2 separate regions of the Zea mays genome follow, and region 1 is linked to region 2. Evidence: chromatin contacts called from public Hi-C data. All regions are on one chromosome and are shown on one strand. The core of a region is the stretch at or near the end of the contact, and the rest is flanking DNA. Distances in the headings are between cores, read along the strand shown. Region 1 holds the start of LOC100282761 (inositolphosphorylceramide-B C-26 hydroxylase). Region 2 holds the start of LOC100384229 (transcription factor PHYTOCHROME INTERACTING FACTOR-LIKE 13).

Region 1 (6,483 bases), core at 3,232-5,731, 400 kb before region 2:
AAAACAGGGTTGTCAGTACTATCAAAAAGCATTCTGTTTTCAACGATCTCCCAAATACTTGGATGGAGAGAGAATATGTGACTACGCATTTTGTGACTCCAAAATGAGTAGTCTTCTCCATCAAAGTGCGGAGGTTTCTCAAGTGGAATTGAAAGTAAATGAGCATTGGAGTTAAACGGAATACGAGAATAATCAAAAGAAAAGTTTGAGTTATCCGGTTTCTTTTTCTCGTCATAGTCGTCGTCTCTTTGGGAAGAAGAAGACTCGTCGCTGTCGTAGTAGACAATCTTCTTGATGCGCCTCTTCTTCTTCCTGTCCTTCTTCTTATGACTCGAGCCAGAGTCAGTGGGCTTATCGTCTCTTGGCTCGTTGAAGATGGACTCCTTCTCCTTATCGTTGACCACCATCCCCTTTCCCTTAGGATCCATCTCTTCGGCCGATTAGTCCCTTTCATGAAGAGAACGGCTCCGATACCAATCGAGAGTACCTAGAGGGGGGTGAATAGGTGATCCTGTAAAAACTTAAAACTTATAGCCACAAAGCTTGGTTAAGTGTTAGAATGATAAACCAAGTGGTTATAGAGCGAGCTCTTGCGAATCACACAGAGAAGCAATCACAAGAGACACACGAGTTATCCTGTGGTTCGGCCAAGTGTAACACTTGCCTACTCCACGTTGTGGCGTCCCAATGGACGAGGGTCGCACTCAACCCCTCTCAAGTGATCCAATGATCAACTTGAATACCACAGTTGTTTTCTTTCTTTTACTCTTTCCCGTTTGCGAGGAATCTCCACAACTTGGAGTCTCTCGCCCTTACAACAAATATCAAAGTGAAAGCACTAGAGTAAGGGAGGGAAGCAACACACACAAATCCGCAACAATACGCACACACACAGCCAAGACTTGAGCTCGAATGAATCGCAACAAGTTCACCACTAGAACGGAGCTCAAATCACTAAGAAAGTCAATCAAGTGTGCGGAGACGGAGTGTGAAAGATTTAGAATGCTCAAAGTATGCTTAGGTGTCTCCTCCATGCGCCTAGGGGTCCCTTCTATAGCCCCAAGGCAGCTAGGAGCCGTTGGAGGCATTCTTGGAAGGCAATTCTTGCCTTCTGTCAGGTGGCGCACCGGACAGTCCGATGTGCCACCGGACAGTCCCTGTAGCTGTCCGGTGCGCAATCTCCTTCCTTTTCAGGCGCATCCGACTGTTGCAGTTTTGCGACAGTTGGCACACCAGACACTATCCGGTGCACACCGGACAGTCCAGTAAAAAAACCTACCGTTGGCTCGCCCACACGTCGCACGCGGATTGCGCGGCCGACCATTGGCGCAATCGACCATTGGCTTCACCGGACAGTCCGGTGCACCACCGGACAGTCCGGTGAATTTTAGCCATACGCCGTTGATCGTTTCCTGAGAGCGACGACTTTGGCGCAGACGACTCACCAGACAGTCTGGTGCACCACCGGACAGTCCGATGGTTTATAGTCGTACGCCGCCGTCGAGTCCTGAGAGCGGACTGTTCTCCAAGACTGGTCCTGGCACACCGGACACTGTCTGGTGCACCACCGGACACTGTTCGGTGCACCACCGGACAGTCCGGTGCACCCAGGCCGAGCTGCATTTGGCTGTACACAGCCAACTCTTTTCCAAAACATTTTCTCCTGTTTCTAGCACTTGGACACAATACATTAGTCTTCAAATCAATGTACTAAGTCTAGAAACATACCTTGTACCTTGATTTGCACTTCTTGAGTCTTTGGCACAAATTAACACTTAAAGCATTTGTGTTGGGCACTTAATCACCAAAATACTTTAGAAATGGCCCAAGGGCACATTTCCCTTTCAAATAGGTTGTACCTGTGTAGTGTGAGAAACTAAATTTCAATCACTTTGTCCATGAACACACGACATCGGGATGTGAAATTGTAGAATTACATTATTTAATGAAAGAAGCATAACAAGAACATTACAGACGACATTAAACTTATTGAATTGAAGATCCAACTACGTAGTTATGAAACGATAAGGTCACATGCTTCCACGTCGAGCCCACAAATGCTCGACAAGATCATTTTGTAGTGTCAACGACCTTTGTTGCTGACGAAGATCGAAGTGATTGATCACCCATTCAGACCGTCCTTCTTGAATTAGTTGAGATGATTCAATACCTGAAGTGGTGTCTCCGAAATCTGTATTTGCAGCAAACTGACCTTTGTCTTTGACAATCATGTTGTGCATGATGATGCATGCTGTTATTATCTCCGTTAAACGATTGCGATCCCAACCGTACGCTGGACCACGTAGCACCGCCCACCGTGCTTGAAGAACACCAAATGCGCGCTCAATATCCTTCCTGCAACTTTCCTGCATTTGTGTGAAATATACTTTCTTTTCCTCATATGGGTGTCAAATTGCTTTGACAAAAGTTGGCTAGTTGGGGTAAATGCCATCAACAAGGTAATATCCGAAGTTGTAAGGATGACCGTTGATTGTGTAATTGACGGGTGGCATTCGACTGCTTGTCATGGGGTCAAATACTGGTGATCAGTGAAGCACGTTTACGTCATTATTTGTCCCAGGCATGCCAAAAAATGCATGCCAAATCCATAGATCATACGTTGCTACCGCTTCTAGTATCATCGTAGGTCTTCCATTTCTGCCACAAATCTGTCCACGCCAGGCCGTAGGACAGTTACTCCACTCCCAATGCATGCAATCTATGGAACCCAACATTCCTGGAAAGCCCCTAGCCTCACTATTGTGCATGATGCGTGCTATGTCAGCTTCATTAGGAGTTCGTAGATACCACCCACTAAAATATGCAATGATTGCGCGACAAAAATGATTAAGGCATTCCCTAGCGGTAGACTCGCCAATTTGAATGTACTCGTCTGCGGCATCAGTAGGTAACCCATAAGCAAGTATCCGCATTGCCGCACAAACTTTTTGAAGGGGTCCGAGGCCTGGCAGGCCCGTTGCGTCCACCCGTTGCGTAAAGTAACTATCCTACCGTTGAAGTCCTTCCATAATGCGGATGAACAAAGACCTACTCATGCGGAACCTATAAAATGTAATAGGTTGATTATGAAGACAATGTTAATGTGAGAACATATCCAGAAATTTTTGAACTTCGTACCTTCGACGAAACACGTGGGGAGGATACACTTGGTTGGGGCCGAAGTAGTGATGGTGGATGAGGTTTTCTCCAGCAAAATGATCTCTGTGAATGATGCGGCGAGGTATACCGGAACGTCGTCGGAGAAGGCGTCTAGCCTCAATGTTTAGCGTAAGAAGAGTGACAAGCATAAGTGTGTCGTCGTCACTATCACTCGAATCGGAATCATCTCCCTATGGAAATGAGACATACCGAACAAATGTCGAACTAGATGAAGTTGTGTTGGATGTGGGCACATTTAGGAAGACAAAGTGTATATATATATAGGCGAGATGATTCTGGCTTGTGGGGGAAGCTCGTGGCTTTCACTGGAAGCCAACCGTGGCTTCGTGCGTACGATTGCTCGGGGTCTGCTTGCAACGTAAGCTAGTTTGAATTATGACGTCGCAATGTTTGATTAAATGTTTGACGACGCACAATTATGACGTTTTGTATGACATTCCTAATTAAATTTTAACTAACTTGTTTTGTTAGTACGTTCTACATAAATTGTAAAAAAATATTAAAAAAATTTATTTACGACATGTTCGGACGTGTGAAAAGGAAAAAAGAAAATAGAAAAATGAAGTTGGTTATGTTAGTTATGTGGAAATGTATATTTAATGTGTAGAGGGATACATAGGGAAATTTATAGGGGGAACGGTTGCGAGATGAGTGAATATAGGGGAGAGAATCTTGTTGACGTGACTGTATAGTAATATTTAAGGGGTGTTTGGTTTGCCCCTGCTAAAATTTAGCTCGTATCACATCGAATGTTTGAACCTCCGTTCGAGGTATTAAATGTAGTCGGATTATAAAACTAATTTCTCAGTCGAAAATTAAAAAGTGAGACGAATCTAGTACAGTTGGTTGGTTCTATATCTCATACTTTTATTTGAAAGTCAAACGCTTGATGTGACCCGGGCTAAACTTTAGTCCACAGAACCAAACACCCCATTAGTGGGAAAAGTTTAGGGGACACCACTGGAGACAGCCTTACACCTATCAATGTGGCTGGGAACGATATGTATGGAACACAAGCGTCGCTCGTTTCTTACCCCTATGCCTATCGAAGGGGCTCAGACCGACGTGTAGCGAACACCATGCACCAGCCTTGCTGCTCCATGCAGTAGCTGTCCCCATCCCGAGTCCACGGCTCCACGCACAGCAGGGCACAGCCCAATGCCAAGCTGGCGGGCGTGTCCCACCCCACCCCGGTGTCCCCATCGCATTGCAGCGCAGCCAGCGCCGCCTCGTCCCCCCCATTTGAGAGAGCGAGAGCCCTTGGCGGACCACCATTTACAGACGCACCCTCGCAAAACCCCGCTAATTCTTCCAAACGCACGCACACAGGCGTGCGGGGATCTGTCTGGCGGCAGACTGGAGGCATCTTTTTTTGGCAGAATACCCCCCTGCCTCTTATTCGGCCCCCGCTCGCCCCTGCAGTGCCATCCGCTGCTCTTCTCCGTTCGACCGCCCGCCCGCCCGCCCGCCCCTCCTCTCTCTCTGTCTCGCCGCCCGGGGAGAAGGAGGGCTCCGCCGCTCCCGGGGAAGAGCGCGCCATTGCCGCCGCCGGTGAGTTTCCCCGCCCCCCTGGCCCCGCTCCCTCCCTTCTCTCGATCACGCCGTGCTTCCCCGCCGGGCCGCATTGGACAATATCGCTCGCTCGCCCGGTCTAGTTTCGTAGATGTACGACGCCGGAGATATTTTTTTTCCCGCGGCGCTTGGGTGGCGGCGGACCTGTGGTTTCAGGGTCCCAATGCCTTGGATCTAGACCGAGACTGCTCTTGTCGCATCCGGTGCCATGGTGTTGTGCGAAGTCTGTTCAGATTCGTGCGAACATTTTCACTGCAAAACATTATGACTCAACAAAAAAAAAAGAGGCGCGTAGACACTAGAGGCACAGTCTTGTGAGTTGCGACGCACAGTCAAGTATCGGTTGCCAAATCCGTGCGAACAACGGCTGTGGGCGAGTAAGCAAGGAGATGAAGATTGCCTGTCGTGTGGTGGAGCCACAGCCACATGCCGATGACTGCCTAATCAGGGAGAAGCCGTCGTGGGCAAGCGGGGAAAGGCGATAATCATGGTACCCTCACTGGTGGTGCGTGTCTGCTGTCTAGGCCTGAAGCTGGCTAGTTCGGCGCGGCTCTCCCCAGTCCCCACCACTGTCATTGTCAGTTGGTTCTGCTCATCGCCACCTACGAGTTTCTCCCTGCGCCTTTGGAGACTGTACCTTTTCTGAATCTGCCTTTGCTTCCTCACCTGCTGTATGTGGTATGGTATGTGATGTGGGACTCTCTCGTGCAGCGCTGACTGGGGAAGATGGTTGTCCAGGAGTTCACAGTTGATCTCAACAAGCCCCTTGTTTTCCAGGTATGCCTCGCTCTTAGTTGCTCCTTTGCGATGGTTGCTGTGAATCTTAGCCTTTTTGAAGTAGCTTATGGGATTCTCTCTCGCACTTTACAAGTTATTATGTACTTTTGAGCTTGTTTAATGCAGCTTTGGGTCTTTTCGCAACCAGGCCTTAGTGTTAGACTGTGCTTTCTCCTCAGCAATAATTGTGGCAGATTCTATCATGAAAGCGGAATCTCATGTAGTAGTTGTAAACTTCCGAGTTTCTGAGTCGATGTCCAGCTGCTTCACGTGGTTCGCATTCACATAACCATCTTCTGGTTGTTTCTTGATTTTGTGGATGCAGGTTGGCCATCTTGAGGAACGGTACCAGGAATGGGTTCACCAACCGATCGTCAGCAAGGAGGGTCCACGCTTTTTCGGAAATGATGTCCTGGAGGTAACGCATATCCCATCGCATTGGTATCCTAGGGGTTTTGGTAACCGTACTAACAAACTTCTTGGACTGTCCAGTTCTTGACTCGCACGAAGTGGTGGGCTGTGCCAACTATATGGCTGCCTGTTGTCTGCTGCCTGCTCGTGAAATCTATTCTGATGGGTCATACCGTTCAGGACGTAGCTATGATGGCTCTATTTGGGATATTTATTTGGACGCTGATCGAATACACTTTGCACCGCTTCCTGTTCCACATTGAGACCAAGACCTACTGGTAAGAATGCTTCGACCTTCGCGTTGGCAATGTCTCATCATGTCTTTCCTTCTGCTCCTCAGATTGTCGTCGATGCATTGCTGCAGGTGGAACACCGCGCATTACCTTCTTCACGGGTGCCACCATAAGCACCCCATGGACTCACTCAGGCTTGTGTTTCCTCCTACTGCAACAGCAATTTTGTGTTTCCCGGTATAGCCCAGAAACTGTTTGTTATACTACAAGCAACAAAAGTACTAAACACTATGCTTCGAACTGGACTCGA
Region 2 (6,591 bases), core at 1,231-3,730:
TTGGAAATTCCCGAGAGTGAAGAGTTTGAAGTCGGAGTCCCCTGGTGCACCGGACATGTCCGGTGGCACACCGGACAGTCCGGTGCGCCAGACCAGAGGTGCTTTCGGTTGACCTTTGCTCCTTTATTTGAACCCAATACTTGGTCTTTTTATTGGCTAAGTGTGAACCTTTTGCACCTGTATAACTTACACACTAGAGCAAACTAGTTAGTCTAATATTTGTGTTGGGCAATTCAACCACCAAAATTATTTAGGAACTAGGTGTAAGCCTAATTCCCTTTCACTTACCTTGACTCCCTCAAGCCAGCATATCCTGGAGAGTCTTTTTCTTTTGTCGGGTAAGACTTGCTAAAGTATACTTCGTACTAAGGGTTTTCGAACACATGTTGTTGTAGGTGAGGAAACAGCGGAGTTCTGCTGTTTCTGCTCAAAGGTGATACCCAAGGAGGAGCCCAAGCAGTGATCGTGTGCGCGGGAGGATGTTGACCTCCCGATTTGAAAACACTAAACATTTGTACGGGAGGGTGTTTTGCCTCCCTGGTCTACTTTATGCACTCCTAGTACTCTGGTATTGTAATAAGTACCACTCTCTCTGTATTTTGTTAATGTAAATTATGTTATTGTAATCCGCTTTCACTATTTCTTTATTTCTTTACTCCGGTTTTGTGATATCTGCGTGACGGGTGAAGCGCTCTTAGACGAAATGATGAGAATACATGTTACCAAACTTGTCGAGTGATTATGTGCACCTACAGGGTTGTCCGAAGTCCTTAGGACAAGGACAACTGTAGGTGGGCCTAATACCTTGGGAGGTTCTGTCATAATAACTCAAATATAATAATGAAAATACATAATTCATAACTAAAATCACATGACTTAAACATTAACGGTCAAAGAACATATCCTCACAATATAACGAGACTCTTTTTTTTTTATTCGAATATCATTGATTACAACATAAGGACCCACGTATATATAGCTTCGCTAAGGTAGTTTGATAATAATTCGCATATTAACAAACCAAGAGATTTCTTTTTTAGGATTAGGATAGAGTCTGTTGAATTAATGTGGATCTGGCTCAAATTAATATTCAATAATAGTCAATACTAAAGGCACAATTTAATGTTACAGTGTGGTGTACTAGTACTTTAGTATCATATCGGAAGTTTAAGAGACAATTCAATCAACTTAAATAGGTGGACCATTGATGCATCTATTGAGAAGATGAGATAAAGATGAAGGATTGTCACACGCACACGCGCCGCCGGCTGGGCTGTAGCCGAGGCCGCATGGTCGTGACCTGGTAGATCAGACCTTGGTCCGAGTATTCGTTCTAACGGTTGTGCATTTTGCCTGAAGTGATGATCGTCCATTACTGTCATTCGTTACTGTTTGTTTCCTGTATTATGGCTAGTAGCGGACGTCACTGATGCGGTAGCTCTGATGGCGATCGTTAGTGTCCGTTCGCCTCCCTCTACGTGTGTACATATACGGAGGAGATGGGGCTGCTTCTGGTTACAGCACGTACGAACAGTCTCAGACGTGTTGCAAACAGCCATTCCCGTCCCACCTTCTGCGAGCACAGAAAGTGTGGAGGAAGCAGGCCTCCAAAATCGCCGTCCGCAGAGCTACACTTACACGGGTGTGCGGACGATCAGGTTTTTGGGGAGCGTACTCGCGACTGCTCGCTTTGTCCGCTCGACCAGCGCTGATCAGGTTTCTCGTCGCCGGCGCCGTTCGAGGGACTGCACTGCGTACATCTGGCTGCATCGACTGCGTACGACTACATCGAACATACACACAAGACACACGAGATGTCTCGTGTGAATGGAGTCACTGACGCCTTGAGCATCGGTCCCTCCGCAGGGTACATTCTATTCTTAGTAATTGTGCATATTTTACTATTTTTTACTGCTTATGTGAGTAGTGATACACATATGTACATACATGTCGTTACGTACGTCACTCTGTTTTCTGGATTAAATTAAAACTGAAATACCTATTTATCTAACAGAGTATTTTTAGGATAAAGTTCATATGATTTAGAACACATGGTATTGGTACCAATCAGGCACCAAATGTCGGAATGTTCTTGCAGCCTACTGCCCAACTACATCCCTGTAGCAAGAAGAAAAAAATGTTGTGCTTTGTCTCTTCTGAAATTTCGGACTAATGATCCAAATCTTTGGAATTCTTATGGCAGGATCGTTCATATACACTCTTAGCCATCCAAAAGGTTACTCTTTTATGCTCCGGTATGTAACAGATAATTTACCTAGGAATCTTGTTGCAGAACAACAAGAGAAAAGAAAAGAAATCACAGTAGTGCCTCAGTCGAAGAGGAGCAAAAGAAACTCAGTTACGCAATCCGAAGGAGCTCGCGGCAGCAGAAGCAGAGGAGAAGCGATGCATCCATGAGCATGATCCATTCGTTCTTCCAAGCTGCCAATTACGAGGGCCGACATTTATCCCACGCCAAGGGGATCCGACAAAGATGCCAACGCTTGTCCGCCTCCGCCATCAAAATCGCAGCTGCAAAAATCGCGTCCACCTCCCATCCCATCGCACTCCCCGTTATTATTTCCCGGGAAAAAAATCCACGCGAAAATTCCCCACACCCGCCACCCCGCGCACGGCCTCTCTCCTTTCTCGAGAGAGCGAAGTAAACGGGACAGCGGCTGCAGCCACCCAGTGTACGAGCGCTCCGACTTGTGTGCTCTCATGCCGTGCTGCTACAGAGCTGCCTCATAAAAGCTCCCTGAGCCTGCTCCTGTTTGCAGCTTGCAAGGCGCCAAGGACGGACGGAGGCGACGACTCGCAAGGTAGCTCTGCTCGGGCGAGGCAGCAGCAGCACGCAGCAGTACTCCGTTCAGAATCAGGTACTAGACGGTAGACGTCAGCTCACTATCAGTATTCATCAGCAGTACCACTAGTAAAAAGATTTCTCTTTCTTTCTATCCGATATTCCGATAGAAGGGGTAGCTTCTCTTCTCGTCCCCTTTCTTTCTTGTCTATCTTTTTTTCTTCCCTTTCTCCTCCTCCTCCTGTTGCGGTTCTGCTTCGACGGAGAAGTTTCTTCTCTTGGGTTAGTTAGTTCGTTGACGCCTGCTGTTCTTGCCACGGGCCTGCTCTCCTTTTGCAGGAGAGAAGACGTTGTTCTCCGGGCACTCGAGTCGAAGTCCTGACGAGATGGACGGCAATGCGAGGTCGGCGGCAACGAATCAGAAGAAGCCCGTCGTGTAAGGATTCTGTTTCGCCAGTCTCCCCCAGCCCCACCAAAAGAACTCTCCTTTCATTTCCACTGATCGATTGCGCCTGCTCCCTCCAATGGCGCCCGCACTGCAGCGCGGACGACGACCTCGTGGAGCTGCTGTGGCACAACGGGAGCGTCGTCGCGCAGCCCCAGGCGCACCAGAGGCCGGCGCCCACCTACGACCCCGACCGCCCGGGCACCAGCGGCCTCACCGGCGAAGAGACCGCCGCGTGGTTCCCGGACACCCTCGACGACGCGCTGGAGAAGGACCTGTACACGCAGCTCTGGTACAGCACCATCGCCGACGCCGCCCCGCAGCACGAGGGCACGCTCCCGGGCCCTACCTCGCAGCCTTCGCCTTCGCCGCCCGTTGGGAGCAGCGGCGTCGAGTCGAGCTGGGCTGGCGACATCTGCTCGACCTTCTGCGGAAGCAACCAGGTGCTCAGGACGCCGGCAAGGATCAGGGGGAAGGACGCGGCATTGCAGTCGGAGTTGCCGAGCAATACCGGCGCGCACGACGGCACATCGTCATCCGGCGGGTCTGGAAGCAACTATGGGGGATTCGGGCTGCCCAGTGACAGCGTCCATGTACAGAAGAGGAAGGGGAGGTGTAGAGACGACTCAGATAGTCCGAGTGAGGTGTTTCTTGGTCTACTCTGTTCATCATTTTTGGAAATAGGGATGCTAGAGTGGAATATAATTGACGAGGAAATTGCAGGATGCCGAGTGTGAGGAGGCAAGTGAGGAAACGAAACCATCAAGGCGATATGGGACGAAACGCCGGACTCGTGCAGCTGAAGTTCACAATCTTTCAGAGAGGGTGAGATCAGAATCAGATTGTGCTAGCAACCAAAGCCTGTTTTCAGGAAGGCAGCTCGTTGGTAAATTGTTCTTACAGCAATATTGACTGGTGACTGCTGCTGATGTAGAGAAGAAGGGACCGGATCAATGAAAAGATGCGCGCATTGCAAGAGCTCATCCCGCATTGCAACAAGGTATATTATTAATACATATTATGCATCTTTTCTTGTCAGGTGCAAGTCCCTTGAATAATGACATTCTGTTGGGTGAGTGTTAACATGCTGTGTCCTTTATCATTGTCAGTATGTTTATTTTGTTTTTCGCCGACCTTTTTCTTACTTTATCAGCTCCAATTGTTTTCAGACTGACAAAGCGTCGATATTAGACGAGACGATTGAGTATCTGAAGTCCCTCCAAATGCAAGTTCAGGTTAGCAGCTACTCCTACCTGAAGTCCTGAACTTACATGATCCCATACAAGATCATTTGCTGGTACCGAATGAAACTAAGTAATAGATATGTTTCAGATCATGTGGATGACTTCTGGGATGGCGCCAATGATGTTTCCTGGTGTTCACCAATTCATTCCACAGATGGCTCTAGGAATGAATCCAGGTTGCATCCCTGCAGCACAGGGCCTAAGTCAGATGCCAAGATTACCATACATGAACCACACCCTGCCAAACCATATCCATCTGAACTCGTCTCCAGCTATGAATCTAATGAATCCACTGAACGCCGCGAACCAGGTGCAAATCGGTCACCTCAGGGATGCAAGTAGCCACTTGCTTCACCTAGATGGCGGGCGAGCAGCAGTGGTACCTCAGGTACGACCATAGTATGATGACCCAGATGCTGTGGACTTCAGGGACATTTCAACCTTTTTATTTCTAGCTGATTAACTAAATAAGCTGTCAATTGTTCTGCAGGTACCAGGACCAGGACCCCATGTTCATGGACATCAAATAGCACAAGCCGAAGAACACAATAAGATACTGGAAGTGGCAGCTAGTACTGTTATACCAACTTCTAAGGCAGGGCAACCACCAACTTTACATAGAGTTTAGAGTGACCAAAATCATGCCTTGAGCTGTATATCTGTACAGAAGTGTCAGAAGCATATTCTTTGACATGTAAGCTTAGTTCTAGAGTTATTATCAGGAGTCTTGTATAGGTTACAAGATAACAGCCTGTCTACCGCCGTATTCTATCTACGGAAGAACTCAGCTGCATACTGCTGTGCAGACTGCAGTACAGCGTTCAAGAGAGAATTGAATGGGTGAGTATTATACGAAACAAAGCACAACCTGTGAGTTTTTTTTAACGGGTGGATCCATTCCTTGAGATTGAACTGACAGTTTTGTACATATCAGGAAAGGAGTAGATAATGCCAAGGCCAGTCGGTTTAACCATCCTTTTCTTGACACTTACAGGATCAAGAAAGGGTCTTTCTTTTTCTGGGAACCGCTGAAAATACTGACGTGATGAGGAGCGGATGGCATCTCTGTAGCTGCGCTGCGCTGCAGTGTATCTACATCAATATGGCAATGCTTGTCTGGACACGAATGCTACATCTACATGTAAATGCAGAGTTGCAGGTAGATAGCAACCCCTCTCCCCTGAGATGCCAACTCCGACTCCTGTCCTACTGTATGTACTGATCTGTACAGCAAGCAATATTCAATCAGCAGTCAATTCCTAGGATGTCGTAAGGTACTGTGGAAACATTTTTCCTTCGAATACTGTTATACTAATGAAAAAAGGGAGTGTCGAAATGTTTGTTGTCAACTGACGAAAATCCAGCCAGCAGGCCCGTCCTACCTGCAGACAGAATGGATAACAAGCTTATGAATCCGAAGTGCATATTTATATCGCATATCATATATTAATCAATCCTGTCTTTCTGCCTGCTCCTATTTGTAGGTCACGACAATGATCCTATCTAAGTACATAAGTCGCTAACACCATTTCCTGCTTGTGGAAAGGTTTGGTCTTGCAGGAGATGAGCTCGCCAGACAGTCCATCACACTGCCGGCTTGATTGCATCTTCACAGGACGTGGACTTGTGGGCACATGCTCCACGGGCAACGGTTCGGCATCCTCCTGGCGTTCTTGTGGCTGGCAGCAGCCGCGAGAATCTGTGTGGAGCCCTGGGCTGGGCTCGTTGCAAGATATGCCAGCCTCTCATCTTCAGACTGGAGGAGGAGGGGGGGGTTCCCTCTCCAGGCTTTTTCCATGATGTTACAGGCTTACAGCATTCAGAGTGCATGTTACACTCACGGCCCTATCAGCACATGCTGTGGGCAGCCGGTGATGATAGGATCAGATGCTCATATCTCCTGCGGTTTTCTGTCTACCGCATTTGGATTGGATTTGGACCCCCCCTGTACTGTACTTCCTCCTTGCTCCCCTGCTGCTTGGCGCTTTGTCCATGTGCCTGGTTGGAATTGCTACTATACATTTTTGGAGGGTAATTGTTTCACCGGAACATGTAGCGTGGACGTGTGGTAATAACAATTGAATTGATGCCTTTACTGT

The links. A called contact is a pair of places that touch in the nucleus more often than the background predicts.
Region 1: a Hi-C map of leaf shows a contact between it and region 2, with 7 times the contacts expected there. The contact joins the promoter of LOC100282761 here to the promoter of LOC100384229 in region 2. A contact is called at or near these places in 2 of 25 Hi-C or Micro-C datasets (both in leaf).

The regions. Positions count from the first base shown.
Region 1 is chr1:290,807,005-290,813,487 of Zm-B73-REFERENCE-NAM-5.0, reverse strand. It overlaps LOC100282761 (inositolphosphorylceramide-B C-26 hydroxylase), which reads left to right and starts at 4,481. Exons shown (of 7, transcript NM_001155667.2): 1 at 4,481-4,731; 2 at 5,464-5,529; 3 at 5,855-5,947; 4 at 6,022-6,218; 5 at 6,305-6,410. The coding sequence starts at 5,479.
Region 2 is chr1:290,408,583-290,415,173 of Zm-B73-REFERENCE-NAM-5.0, reverse strand. It overlaps LOC100384229 (transcription factor PHYTOCHROME INTERACTING FACTOR-LIKE 13), which reads left to right and starts at 2,480. Exons shown (of 9, transcript XM_020546985.1): 1 at 2,480-2,879; 2 at 3,143-3,239; 3 at 3,346-3,892; 4 at 3,972-4,073; 5 at 4,183-4,248; 6 at 4,418-4,483; 7 at 4,581-4,880; 8 at 4,983-5,332; 9 at 5,427-6,587. The coding sequence starts at 2,495. The coding sequence ends at 5,120.